Linked DNA regions of Xenopus laevis: region 2 is linked to region 1. A link is a contact called in public Hi-C data. All regions are on one chromosome and are shown on one strand. Each heading gives the region's core, a stretch centred on a gene start, on an enhancer-like site or on the middle of the called end of the contact. The rest is flanking DNA. Distances are from core to core; before and after follow the strand shown.

The links. A called contact is a pair of places that touch in the nucleus more often than the background predicts.
Region 2: a Hi-C map of the XTC cell line shows a contact between it and region 1, with 2.7 times the contacts expected there. The contact joins two enhancer-like sites. A contact is called at or near these places in 2 of 4 Hi-C or Micro-C datasets (the XL177 cell line and the XTC cell line).

What each region holds. Positions count from the first base shown.
Region 1 is chr2L:95,984,381-95,991,781 of Xenopus_laevis_v10.1, forward strand. tbx2.L (T-box 2 L homeolog) reads right to left here. Exons shown (of 7, transcript NM_001087905.1): 3 at 7,353-7,401; 4 at 5,106-5,182; 5 at 4,693-4,862; 6 at 2,842-3,443; 7 at 1-1,423. The coding sequence ends at 986. Among protein-coding and RNA genes, the nearest start is that of tbx2.L, 9.2 kb to the right of the region's middle. Within about 2 kb of position 2,876, at least 1 of the 7 cell types and tissues checked has an H3K27ac peak or open chromatin away from gene starts, as enhancers often do.
Region 2 is chr2L:96,637,759-96,645,159 of Xenopus_laevis_v10.1, forward strand. The region is part of intron 6 of bcas3.L (breast carcinoma-amplified sequence 3); the gene reads right to left. Among protein-coding and RNA genes, the nearest start is that of bcas3.L, 26 kb to the right of the region's middle. Within about 2 kb of position 3,198, at least 1 of the 7 cell types and tissues checked has an H3K27ac peak or open chromatin away from gene starts, as enhancers often do.

The DNA.
Region 1 (7,401 bases), core at 1,626-4,125:
CGTTTTGGAGTCCTGTAAGAAGCCAATGTCACTAGAGTGCAAGCATGGCACACGATTGTCCTGTGCAGAGGGGACAGGCAGCTACAAACACAGTAAAGAAACCATACGTATGTCCTTCAATCACAAAATGCTAAATAGGTTTTCATTTACAATATATATATATATATATGTATCATGTAAATTGGAAAAAAATGAGGAAAATTAAATGCAATGAATTATTCTCTAAATATTATGTACACATCATGTACAACTCTGAATAAATTAATAACAATTTGCATATTTTGGGATCCTTATAGCTTATTTACACAAATTACTATGTTTCCATAAATATTTTTGGGCCCTGAGTAGGTATAATACCCTACTGCTGCACCAGCTTTCGGATTTTTTTTTTTGACAACAAATGCTTTCTAAGTATGCGGCTTCAACTAAGGATGGAATCTTTGTTTGACCATCCAACATAATATATATATATATTTATATCTTTTAGTTATTTTGTATTCACAATGGGATTAGACATACTTCGTATCTGCATTGTGTTTCCACAGTCATTTGTGAACAAACAGGTCCCAGACCTGCTTTAATAAGAAATCTGAAGAATTCTTGTTTCGCCCATCCACTGCCTATTTGTCCATCATCAAGTTTAGAGTCTTTGCATTCTTGGGCCATGCCACTTGAAGTGTGGGGAAAGGGGGTGAGCCCTTACAATAGCACTATTATGATGAGTTCACCATGGCTAAGAATAAGGCAGCTGTCCAGGCCCAGTGGCAGGTGTAGAATTCAGAGAGGATGTTTCTACAGAGATAGAAATGAGTTTTTGCTATTGTAAATCATCTCAAGCCTTCATACTTGGTGGGGTTTCAGTGTGTGGTTGCATTAGTCTCAGATTCTCATTTGATTGCTGCTCCTGCTCAATAAATAGAGTGTGCTGTACAAGATCCCAGTGCTTTTAAGCCCTTATGGCTCAGGTTAAGGGCAAAGGTGCCAGTCACTTTGGTGTCTCCCTGCCAGGGGAGATTTCCCTCTGACTCTCCAACCCACTGACGAGTCTCTGGATGTTCTGCAGCTCATTTATGGAATCCTTCATGGAGGCTTTGGGAGAGAGGGAGTTTGAGTGGGACCTTTTGGGCACAGGAGTGTCTGGGATTGGACTGGACTCCCGGCTACTGCCAGGTTTGGAGCTCTCTGATCCCGGGTTGAGGCTGCCAGGCAAGCCAGTGGTCAAGAGGTTAGTGCTGGGAGGAATGCCCACCGGGATTTGGTAGGGATTAAAGCGGAGGCGGGGCCTTGTGCTGCTGAGGAAAGGGTTCCTTGGCATAGTAGTCGCAGCGCTGGTAGCTGGCATCGCCGATGCAGCTGCTGCAGCTGCTGCCATGTAAGTGTAGGGATAAGGAAACAACCCTCCAAATGCGGGCATTGGTATTCCCTAGGGGATAAAGAAGAGAGATATTCAGCATACAATGTCCATCAGTAAATAAAAGAACAATCCCTATAAGCACCCATTTTTTTCAACACAGCGCTATAATAAGCAATGCCCTGTACCTGTTACATGATGCAACTTTTAACTACATATTTAAATAAACAAAAACATATATATATATATATATATATATATATATATATATATATATATATATATATATATATATAATTGAAGGCCTATGCGAAGTATAACAGGGTCTAGCGGGGCGTCCTCTGCTGGCAGCCTGGTGTACTCCAGTTAATTGGGAAGCAGTTTTAATATATTTCCAGCCCAACGTTCTTTCAACTTCCCATCTAAAGGTCTAGGTAATAATCTCCTCAAGGCTTTCACATATAAAAAAATACACACACCTAAGATTAACAGTTTATAGACACCAATCCATCCTTTAAAGCACAACATTCTATATAACATTCCACAGATAAAACATTTTAATTGTAAACTTTTTTCATGTATCGACTTCACCAGGACACTCTACCTCCAAGAATTGTTATTGAAAGAAAATTCTATTCTAAGCAACTTTAAAAAAAAAAAATCATACATTAATAAATTGTCAATAGTTATTTGTAAAGAGAATTTCAGCACAAAGTTGTAATTCTTTATCCCTTTCTACTCCCTGGTTCTGACTATTGAGACAATGTCAATTCTCCTTAAAGTTCATTATCAGCTGGCTTCTTTTATATTGTTGCAAGAATCCCAGCCAGGAGTAAATAGCCAGTCAAATATTCCTTACAAGTTACATTTAAAAATAACTTTAAAACTGCAAGTTGCTTATAACTGCATTTTCTTTCACAATGTAAAAAACAAAAAAGAGCACAGTTTTGCACAGAATATACGTTTATTACATTGTATTTCCCGTGCAAAATGAAATATTAAAGGTACAAAAACTGTACATCGCTGATTCCATTTCTTTGTTACAAATATAAAGCCCAGAAGTATTATGGAACAGGACACACGACAGATATTGGCAGCCAAGCAGGACAGTCAGACGATCTGACCACTATGAAACTGTATGCCATATTAATGCAAGCACCGGGTCTATTTCTCAGAGACATAGAAAATTCCCAGAGATATTGGAAACTCTGTATCGGGTTCATTCAGGAAGAAAATGAAAAGGTTACAAACAGCCTGTTTGCCAAAGAGTTCAGTAGAACTGTGTCCGTTGTGCAAATGGGCATGAGAATGTCAGATCCGACTATAAATCATTCTACTGACATTGCAGCTAAAGTAATAAGTCGCCTATATATGTTTCTTAATTTGCAAGGTTAATAACAACAGCGACATCTTGTGGTGGGTCAGGGCAAACGCACAAGCATTAACATTTTATAAAAACAAGGGCAGTCATTAGAGAATATGACTCTTACCTGAGAGGCCAGCATGTGTTGGGAAAAGTGAAATGGGAAAGGATTAGCTGCTCCCGTTGCCCCCTGCACTGAGGAAAGGCTGCCATTATCCAGAGCACCTGCCCCTGTCATTGAGGCTAGTAAATGTCCCATGCCCATGGCAGAGAAGGCTCCCGGGCCCATTGTAAACTGTCCCGGGTGAATGAACAAAGGCTGTCCGGCGTTCAAGGGGTTAAAAAACTGCTGGCCGTGGAGGCCTGAGAGAGCCAGGCTTTGCAGATGGCTAGCGCTCAGGTGAGGTGGGCTATCAGTCTGTACCATCAGGGGGGCAAAGGTCTCTTTACTTAAACTCCCACACTCCGGGTCACTTTTAGAGTCCTCTTTCCTCCTGCTCTCCGCCTTGTCTTTCTCTAAGCTCCTGATGCTGCTGAATAGAGAGTCGCTGCCGTCCTTGCGACTTTCTGGGGAGTCGGATTTCTTTTCTGGAGTGCTCTTGTCTTTGCCCCTGTCTTCGAGTCTGGGGCTACTAGGGGGGCTACGGTGGCCAACTGGGCTATGGCTTCTGGCGCTCCTGATCTCTCGCCTGTCCAGCTCCTGGTCACTGTCTGCCCCGAACTTCTCTTCTGCAGCACAGGAGAAATCGCAGGTTAATTGATTGAGTAGTCAAAGAGGTAAATCAGCAGTGATAGAATCACAGTCCCCCTCTTTCGCATCTAGGAACACTGTCACTGCGTCCTTGAATATTTACAACTTTGTATAACCTCCAGCACATCTATACACAGGATTCTCACTTAATGCACCCTGTTCTCTTCTCTCTTTTACCATATTGTATTTCTTTCTATGGTACGTGTGTTTATGGAATGGAAATAAGCTACACTGATGCATTCAATCTGCTTGATTGATATCTTTATCGTTTAATCCAAATAGAAAAAAACGAACATAAACTGCTTGTTTGTGTGTGGGGAAATATAAAGATAGAATACACATGAAGAAAATACTATTATTCGGAGTTCATTGATTTACATGACTTTGGGCTCTGACTTCTCTGTTTAGTTTTATACAACCTTGAGTGAAAACAGACATTTCTCTCCTTTGATGTGTAGAATAGAACTATTTGTGCAGCGTGAAAAATGGAATAATACTTATGGTATAAATCAATGGAATTTATTTCAATAGGTGAGTTAAGCTTTTTATTTGCATTGTGCTTGAAGAAAGTAAAACTAAAAATTGTAAGAAAAATAAATAAAAAAATAATAATAATTCCAGCACCTAAGAATTATATTTGAGAGCCTGCTTTTAGAAGAAACTGTAGTCAAGTTCTAATAGAAACTGTTATTAATGTGATTATGGTAATTATACATCCATGGGAAAAGGGAAATTATACACAAAGAATATTGAATATAATCGAATATTACAAATATTTTTAATAGGTTTTTTTTTCGTGTTTTTATTTGAATTTCCTTTGCAGATTCATGAATCAACTCCTCATTACTGTAAAAGAGGCAACAGCTAAATGTAACTTTAATGGTGGCCAGATTCAAAATGGAAAATGAATGCAAAGCAAGTGATACAGTAAATAGTAATACGTGTTGTCTGCTTGGGAGTACTTAAAGTATTTAAAGGTAAATTGGCTGTGTTCATTTTGCCATTAATTATTGGGAAAGCTGGAAAGTCCAGAATTTTGTCCTGAATTCAGGTTAGCAGCAGCACACTGACTTTGAGCTGTGCTTACATTTGTCTAGCTCGACTACAGTGGAAAAATGACCATGGGACTGCTGGATGTGAGCGACTAATGAGAATGCAGTTAGACCAACGAAAGTGCAGGGGCTCAGACACACTAATCCTGGGAGTTGCAGGACGCAGCGCAATTACCTCTATTATTGCGGTGCAGCCGGAGAGGGCTGGGTTCTGCGCTCAGGGGGGAATGTAGAGAGTCTCTGCCTGGGGCAGGATCACAGGAAGAGGCATCTGATTCTGCGCCATCTCTGTCTGCTTTGCACTGCTCTTCATACATCCGAAGGGATGGCAGGCTCAGTTGTTTCCTGATTCCCAAACAAACCAGGAGAAAAGGGGTTAAATGCTGATATAAAGCGACACACCGTTGCATAATTATTTAGCCCCATACCCGCCACCACAAGAAAGAAGGTTACATCGTAATTTAGAAAATACAAAAACCCTGCTGCGCCATATTTCTAGCCATTTGTAAATAGCTCACAAACGTGGCCCAGAATGAATCAGATCTAATCCCCCTGTAGCCAAGTTGATTGCACCTCTAATCTAGTTACCTTTTCTCTCTTCTTCCATTCCCAGTGTCTCTAAATCCTTTAGCAAATGGATTGTTATCAATTTTAAGCTGAGTGATCTAAAGGAGAAGGGAAAAAAATATATATATATACATAAACAAATATTTCAATAATACAACCGTTTGACATATCTTGATTTGATCTATTGGATAAGAGGACAACCATGTTTTCCAGCCCTGTTGGGTCTAAGATAAAGACCCCGCTATAAATGTATTTAATATGTTTTTTTTTTTTTTACAAATAAAATTCAGACAGATAAAATGGATAGATAGGCAGGCAGACAGACATTCCACCCTGGGTCTCAGGGATCTGGGTGTTGTCTCAGATGCCTACAATGAATGAGTTAGTGTGCCCATTGTGATCCGCTAACAATTGTAAAACAGGTTAATCCGAGTGGAAGTGTCAGTGTCTGTGTGTTTACTTTATCCCTGCACTAGCTAGTAGCACGCAGTAGGCAAATAATTCAGTCTGACTAAAACAAAACAGCAACCCCCTGTCGTTCGTCTCCAGCTTTCCCCACAATGCTTTACACTATTATCATAGCTAACAAAAAAATGTCATATTTCCCTGTAAGGACTCAAAAATACCTTAAAATACTCAATGCAATGTCTGGTTGCAAAGCAAGTGGACGAATACTAATATTTATTCTGTGTTGTACCAATGGAAAGGGTTAACAGGCAGGTTCCATTCTAACTATGTTCTTTATGTATATAAAGCAGAATTCTGCCCCTGGATCCCCCACACTGGGCAGGCTCCCTTACCAACAGATTAGAACACGCAGTCTCCCAGGTTTAACACACCGCATGCTTTATTAAAAATGATGCTGAGGTTTGCCCTGAATTATTAATAGAGTTTTAATGATAGGAAGTTATTTTTCAGAGCCCCCTGGAGGGAAGATGGCGACTAAACATTGCTGTGTTGGTTAAAAGCTATTCTTATCTCTCACATAAGGCTGAATTATGGGGCAGGCGACATTACATCAATTAATAATTCATCGTTTTGAAATATGTTCCTTTTTAAAGCTGCATATTACATTTCATAAACATTTACGAATTCCTGTTTTGTTTCCTTTCTAAAATATTTTTTTTTTTTTGTCTTTTTTTAAGAGACCTTTATTGAGTTCCCATGTACCAATCTATATACAATGAGATCAGATAAGGAGAGTCCGTTAAAACTTTCCCAGAAAGAATTAAAATATATTTAAAGGTATTATTCATGCAAAAGGCATCCACGTGATCCAGACCATATCCACTTATATTTCCTATCATTCATATGCCTGACTAAAATGTAAAAATAATTCAGAAATAATAAATAATATATTTATTATAAATAATATAATATATAACATATATTTTATATATATTTTTTTTAACATTCAAATTGTGACCAGCTACCTGTGATATATTTTTGTCTTTGTCCTTGTTTTCCTGTTTATTTGTGAATAAAGAGACGCCTCACAAATGAGCTCATTGTGTATTGTTTTGCTGCTGGACAAATTCAATCAGGGAGAGTGGAGTTTAATAATGGCCCCAGGCTGTTTTGGGATGCACAGCTTATGAACATTGGTAGCTTGTGGCTGGCCTACACTCTAAAGTGTTCTTTAATCGATCGTGACTCTTTGCCATAAAGTTTACGATTGGAACAAGCCCACCAGGACCCTCCGACAGATCTGTCAATTAACATCAGCAGCAAGGGGTAAAGGTGTGTGCTGGGGCAGGGACCATGCGCATGCGCACATGCAAGCTGGGGGAGTCTTTCTGGTGCTGCCTACATTCAAGTAGAATGTTAGCATATGCAGATAAAAGACGCCAAGGAAAACAGCTCGAGCCAATTAACAAAGACCTAGGTCCAGCCTCACCATCCTAAAAGAGCTGGGAATTAAAAGATGGCAATAAAGTATGGGACCTGGGTCTAATATTGCACCAAACCGAAAATATAAAATCTAAGTGTCTTATAAAATAGAACAAAACCGCAAAGTGTTAATTGGACCAATAATTTGTTCAACAAGCCATAAAACGTATACATTATTAAATCCTAGTAGATAACAGGATATTAAAAAATTGCCCCTTCCACTAGGCAGTATGTACAGTAAGGCCCTGTTTGAAAATATTGGGCAATAATAAACATGTGTATGGGATCTAAAGAAAGGGAGAGAGACAAACAGAGAGAGTTCATGCCCCTTCTCCAAGATCTATGCTAGAGGCCTGACAGAAGAAAGGAATTCCTTACCTTATCGTTCTGATAAGCAGTCACCGCTATAAAATCTGTCTCTGGAAAT
Region 2 (7,401 bases), core at 1,948-4,447, 650 kb after region 1:
TCCCAGTGTGTATTTTTTTAAAACTGTACAGTGCTGTGTATCCCAGTAGCATTATATAAATAAAGTTATACATTCATACAACTGCAATTCTTAGACCAACTGGATTCATAAGTTGTCAGTAGAGCTAAACCTATCCAGCTGGAACAATTTCTAGTCGATATGATACAAAAGTAATTTATTCTCCCCTCCATATAGCAATTATTCAGATTAAATTAGAACTAATTTATATTTTTTTAAAGTAGCCATTGTAAAAATTAAAACAGCTCTATGTGTAATTTGGGCCCTACAAATTAAACAAAAAACAAGTATAAGTGCTATGTAATAATATGTTTTCAGTTAGCATCCAACAAGAAAAAAAAAGCTGGGAAAAATAATAAAAACGCTTGTACTGGACAGCAGGAACAATATGTGAATTAACTTTTTGTTGATGAGTAGACATTTGGTGGCTATGTACAAATGTAGTGAGAGCTTTGAAAGTATTCCTTCACAGGCAGGCAGTTTTTAAAGCTATGCATGACCTATCATGCACTTTCTAGAGATAAGATGCAGCTATTGGAGTGAAAAGACATAAAGATTGATGTGAAACGAATGTGGGAAGATTGGTGTTTTCTGCCCAAGCAAAGGTTTCTGAGAAATCCTGGAGGTCAAAGTCCTAACTGAATTCTACATATTGAATATCTGTGCTATACAGATTGTTTCACATGTACACACTAACCTTCAGATCTACATAATAGCTTTTTAACTTTATGGGAGCTAATATCATTAATGTACAATACTCATAGATTTAATGCTAAGTGATTAACAACTGATATAATACCAAAACAGCCAGTCATTCAAACACTTAGGGGGTTATGGTTCAAGGGACCTCTGCTCTTGACTTCTACATGACCTTGAATGGTTTAAGATGGTGTATTTTCAGATTCTAGCTATTTCCAGCTTCGGGATATAATAAATCTCGAAAAAGTTTTTTTTTAAACTTGAAAAATCAATTTTTGACTGAAAAATACCCTTGAAAACTTGCATTTTTCATGGAAAAAACAACTCGACCTTTGATAAATAACACCCTAAATTTAGAAACCCTAGTGGTAAGTGGGATGATATAGATCAGCAACAGAAATAGATTCACTTTTAGAGCTGGATACTCAACAGAAATAAAAACATAACTTTAATTTAGAACTATTAGATCTACAGATTAAAACACTGACCCTTGTAAGTAATTGTCCGAACGGTATAAACTGCATTAAGGCGAAGGATGATTTTTTTTTACATTGAAATGTAGAAACTGTGCAGCAACTTTGTCTTGCACAGTCAAAATACCCGGTGTCCAAAAAACACATGCCTATTTGGACTACGTACCTGGCTTCTGCCAACACTTTACAGGAGTTGCAGAATACAAGCAAATGCTGGATCAAACAGATTGGTCACCCAGATCCCTCTCCTAATTGATTTTCATACTTAGGATTTCTGTTCTTAATCCTAAAGAAATGATCTACACAAGTTCCCCATGCTGCTATAGGTATTAATTCATTTAAAAACAAGTTCCAAAACACGTCGCGTTTGAGGGTAATATTACATACCTCCTAACATTTTGGAAGTAAAAAGAGGGACAAAACTATTTTGGCCATGCCCCTCTCTGTGGCCACATCCCTAATTACCATGTTCATTTTACAAAATTTGGCAGGTTTTGAAAGTTTGAAAATATTTCTCCTTAACTAAACTGTTTTTTTGTGTCTCAAAATTGTTACAAAGTATCTTATTTGCACCTGTTAGCTGTTCTGTGCTCTCTGCTAAAAGCCAATTAAGTTAGAAACTTTTTTTTTTTTCTGGCTGTTCAGTGCAGAGAAAATAGGGACTTTCCAGTACAAATGAGGGACTGCAGGTTGAGCATTCAAAAGAGGGACTGTCCCTCCGAAAAAGGGACAGCTGGGAGGTATGATATTAGACATTTGTTTGTATTCTGCATGTTGGTTGGGAGAAGCCAGATGTGTAGTAGAAATAGACTTTTGTTATTTTGAACACCTATATGTTTTATGTTACTTCTGGGGCAGCGAGTAGCCATTTAGGCATTGCTTTTTCATAGCATTTTTCAGAAAAAGAGTGTTGCACAATTTTTATACCTTTATTTTTCACATATCAATATGGATTGCTAGAAGATATGCGTTTAACTGATATGCAACACTATACATTTGTAAGTAGCCATGACATCATTAACCCTTTGTGTACCACAATATTCACAATAGTTTCTTTTGTTGAATTTACCGCTGTACTTTATTCTCTTCTTTCCCACTTTTATTTTAAAGAATTTATTGGTTAGTGTAAGATCATAAATGAAGAAGCTGCATGCATCACTGTAAATGTATTACAGCACTGAACAATTCATACCTCCCAACATTTTGGAAGTAAAAAGAGGGACAAAAAATTTTTTTCCACATGTAGCGCAGCAATTTTTTGACCACACCCCTTTATGTGGCCACGCCCCCTAATTACCATGTTTGTTTTACAAAATTTGGCAGGTTATGAAAGTTTGAAAATATTTCTCCTTATCTAAACTGTGTTTTTGGGTCTCAAAATTGTTACAAAGTATCTTATTTGCACCTGTTAGCTGTTCTGGGCTCTCTGCTAAAAGCCAATTAAGTGAGTAACTTTGTTTCTTTTTCTGGTTGTTCAGTGCAGAGAAAAGAGGGACTTTCCAGTACAAATGAGGGACTGCGGGTTGAGCTGTCAAAAGAGGGACTGTCCCTCCGAAAAAGGGACAGTTGGGAGGTATGACAATTGGTTTGACTTTTTTGAATTTTTAGTTTTTTAATTATTTGTATTCTTCTGACTTTTTCCAGCTTTCAAATGGGGAGGGGATAATGGACCTCATCTAAAAAAACAAATGCTCTGTAAAGCTACAAATGTATTGTTATTGCTACTTTGTGTTACTCATCTTTCTATTCAGGCCCTCTCCTATTCATATTCCAGTCTATTATTCAAATCAATACATGGTTGCTAGGGAAATTTGAACCCTAGCATCCAGATTACTGAAACTCCAAACTGGAGAGCTGCTGAATAAAAGTCTAAGTAACTGAAAAACCACAAATAATAAAAAATGAAAACCAATTGCAAACTGTCTCAGAATATCACTTTCTACATCAAACTAGTTAATTTAAAGGTGAACAAGCCTTTAAACCTGGAACTTTAGCTGCTATTGTCTCAGCAATAAGGCTTAAGCTATACTAACTGTATATAGGAGAATATAATGTAGATCACAAGAAACACATTGCATTAAGCACTGGAATTGCAAACCATGCTTGATAATGATCAGGGGCGTTTTTGCCATGAGGCAAGGTGAGCACCTTGCCTCAGACAGCAGTTCCCCAGAAGTTACTGTACCAGGGGCAGCAAAAAGCCGCTCCTGTTACTTTTAAGAGCCGAATTTCTGGTTATTAAACCAGAAATTCGGCTTTTCTAGCTCAGAGAGCTCAATTTTGCACTCTGCTCTAGCGATGCAGCCCCCTTCAGACCCCTGTCTGCGATCGCAAGGTAAGCGCGACGGGCAGCATAACAGCCTGAAAAGGCCCTGATAATGATACAAATCATCAAAGGTGATAAGTGGTTTTTATACTCCCACAGTACCATTTCAATTTGCATATAAACATATTTTGTAAAGTTCACAGTGCGGTTAAACCTGTCTACTCTATATACAATACATCAGTGCAAAATTTTTTCGTTATGTTTGCTAAACAGTATTTTGTTTTGCGATTGAGTGCAATGAACATGTCTGTTTGATATCCCTGTATTTGTCTATTAGAATAAACACTTCTGACAAAACAAACGTTTTATTGTGTACATAGCTATATTCCCCCATTGTTTGCCTTTCATTGTTCAACACAGGTCATAGGTAATCATTTGTATATTACTGCCACCTGTGTTTGTGTTTGTGTTTAAGAAACTTACACTGTAAAAACAGCATGCAAATTTTGTGAAAAAAAATTCAAGAAAATAGATATTTTCCTGTAATGAATGGTCTATACTGTTGACATCTTTATTGCCTAATATTTAGAAATATTTAAGCATTTAACAAAGGGCATAAATATTTAAAGTAGTGTAGTAAATGAAAAATGTTTTGCTGAGAAAATTTAAAATAAATTAGAAAAAAAATGCACTAAACTGTTTAGATACATACAAGGTATCTGGAAGTTTGTAGACTGGCATGCGTGATGGGGCCCTTGTACAGATTTTGAGTATACAGATGGTTGTTATGGAATTACACATAGTATTAGCTGTATGAGCCCAGAGTAACCCTATTAGTTCACATTCCCTTTTTTCTTGCTGTACCACATGTCAAAAAAAAAACCCAGGGCCATAAAATTCCTGATATCACCACTATGAAACATTTATGTAAAACTGTCCCATAGATTCTACATCAGGTGTTACTAAAGAGGTGCATTTGTGGCTCAAAATAAAGGGTAATATTAAGGAAGAAGAAGTTCTTTTGCAAACGGTTTCTATTAAATATAGGTTATATTACACCTATTGCCAACCAAGGTGCTCCTATATGGAAAACAGACTACAGCTCCCTAGAATTATCCTTGGAGCTCTCACAGTCAAGATAATTCATTTGTAGTGCACAATAAAACTTTTTCTATGTATTGCACCCTACGAGGAGCAAAAAGCACTTACTACAATGCAAATGCTTATGTCACAACATGCAAGTGGACTTGAGAATGAGCCCTTTGAGCAAATGTGTAACTAGATGTTACAGGGCTCCACATCAAATTAATTATAGAGTGCCCAAATGTCCAGATTTACACATTTTACTAATATATTGAAACTTTTAATTAATGAGGGCCTCACATTGCAAATAAAGTAAGTTTTTGCTGCATATTACAGTCTCAGAATTCCCTCTTCTGGATTCCTTACTTGTTCTGGTAGCAGCCGGACTTTAATTAGGAAAAAGATAGTCCTCATATATGAAAGGTTAAGACCCAGCTTTTTAGAAGATGGAAAGAAAAAGGAAAATATAATATAAGCAACTGTCAAAAGGCTATACTATGGTATTATATTATGGTGTATAATAAATATGCATGGCTGCAATAAGCATCAGGGAGGAGAGGATCCAGTGAAGGTATCAATTAGAGATAAGATGAGACATTTTAAAATGTGTTAAAAAAAAGAAGAAAAAAAAAAAGAAAATGGGAGACAAAAAACATGGAGATAATAGGAAAATGGGAAAAAAAAAGAATACAAAAATAGAAAAGAATGGAAACAGCAGAAAGGAATAGAAGATAATTTATAGCCAAATCAGCTTCCAGTATCTGGACCACCTTTATAATGGCCACACAAGGCCTTTCTGGGGGACTACTGATTAGGCATAACTCCATATGACCACAAACAGTTGACTAAATTGCACTGATCCAAGTGATTAGCCTGTGGGCAACTCAGTGGGATCACTTACCTACCAAAAATAAGCTGAAGTGTGACCCATGCATTTTCTGCTTTGGCAGTTATACAACACATATGCCTTATCTGGTAATATGTGAGCCTGTGAGCTTGCAATCCATTCTAAAATATGCCCTGCACTGGGCTACTAAAACTTATACAAATTATGCACGCTATGGGGCTGATTTATCAAAGGTCAAATGCTACGTTTTTTTTTACCTCGAATGAACTTGAAACTCGAAATGTATCTTATTTAAGAAAAAACTGGAACATCTAAAATTCGAATGAATTATCGAACCAAAAACTCAAATCGAATCGAATTCGAACACAATTTGAATCGCGTTTTTATCTGAAAAAAACTCAAATGTCAGGAAAGCTATTAACTTCTTCAAATAGATCAGCGGACCTCTGTCATTGACTTCTACATGAACTTGGCTGGTTTTGGGTGATGACCTAATTCAAGTTACTTCCAGGGTAGGGGGATGATAAATCTCAGATTGGAATTCAAGTTTCTGGTTTTACACCTGAAATTGTGAGTTTTGACCAAAAAAATAACACTTTTGTGCACTTAAAAGGTAAACAGAAGCCTTTATTAAAAGGTTTTATACATTAAATATCGGTCTAATTTACTCTCTCAACAGTCTATATGCAAGCATGTGATAAATTCTCAAGTAGAACAGGAAAATAAAATGGAAAAGCAAACGTTTTTATTATTAATACGTTAAAACAATTAAATCCAGTAGACATTCTCTTTTAACACCAAGTATCCAGTGGTGCCAAACGCTTACAAAGGTTCCATTAGTAAACTATTTTTGGATCTGTAAGCACTTCAAAATTCCATGGATCCTAATCTAATCAATGCAGGCTCATTAGGGAAAAATTATGTTGTTCAGGTCTGCCATAAACTATATAGAGGTTAGGCTGACGATACTTTACTGATGAACCCAAAACACAAACAATGTCATTGAACTAAGAGCACAAAACCAAATGCTTCCCTTTACAAAATTACACAACAATTCTAAAGTAAAAAATAAGTTCCCAATATAGATTAAAGGAATACCTTACCAGAGGTCAAAATATCATGGTAGAAATCACTTGGTATTCTGGAAAATGTTTATAACTAGCAACAGAATAATAGCAACAGACATGTTTTTTAAAAGCAATCTTCTTTCTTTAAAAATACTAAAGAAGGTTTATTTCTATAGTTTTGGGGAGGGTGCTAGAGTTCTGCAATACACTGTATTTGGAGCAGTCATGAAGGCTGCTTAATGCTGTTGCAAGGCATTCATCTCTAAATGTGTTTCTCCCTTTCACTTAGTTGGAGCAATTCTCATTTTTCTAAATAACTAATCTTACAATATTTTGTTATATCTTGTAATATTTCAAAGCACTGCACAACAAAATAAGGTTTAACAATATTCATGTTTCTGTTGTAAAAAAAATCTATAGAAAAAACTGAATTATCCAGTTGCACAAGAATTAGAGCTTCTTCAAACTGCAAATATGTAAACTGCATATTAAGGGGTTATTTATCAAAGGTCGAGTTTGTGAGGTTTGTAAGGTTTTTTTCTAACTCGAATAAACTCCAAAGTTTGCTTATTAATGAAAAAACTATAAATGAACGCAATCAGGGGAAAAACTTGACTACTCGTATTGATCAAGTTATTGGCAAAAAAACCACTAAATGGCTCGAATTGATTAATTTTTTGATAGCAAACCACTGTAACCCCCCCCCAAAAAAATAATGAAGGCTAAAAACATCTTCAAATGATTCAAGAGAACTCTGATATTGACTTCTACATGACCTTGACAGGTTTTAGCAGGAGTATTTTCAAATTCTAGCTTTTTGCTGCTTCGGCATAAAAAATCTTGAAAAATTTGAGGTTTTTTTTTTACCCGAAAAAGGTAAAAGAGTTTTTAAACAAAACTCCCTCGAAAACTCTAATGTTTCAGGGAAAAACACTCGACCTTTGATAA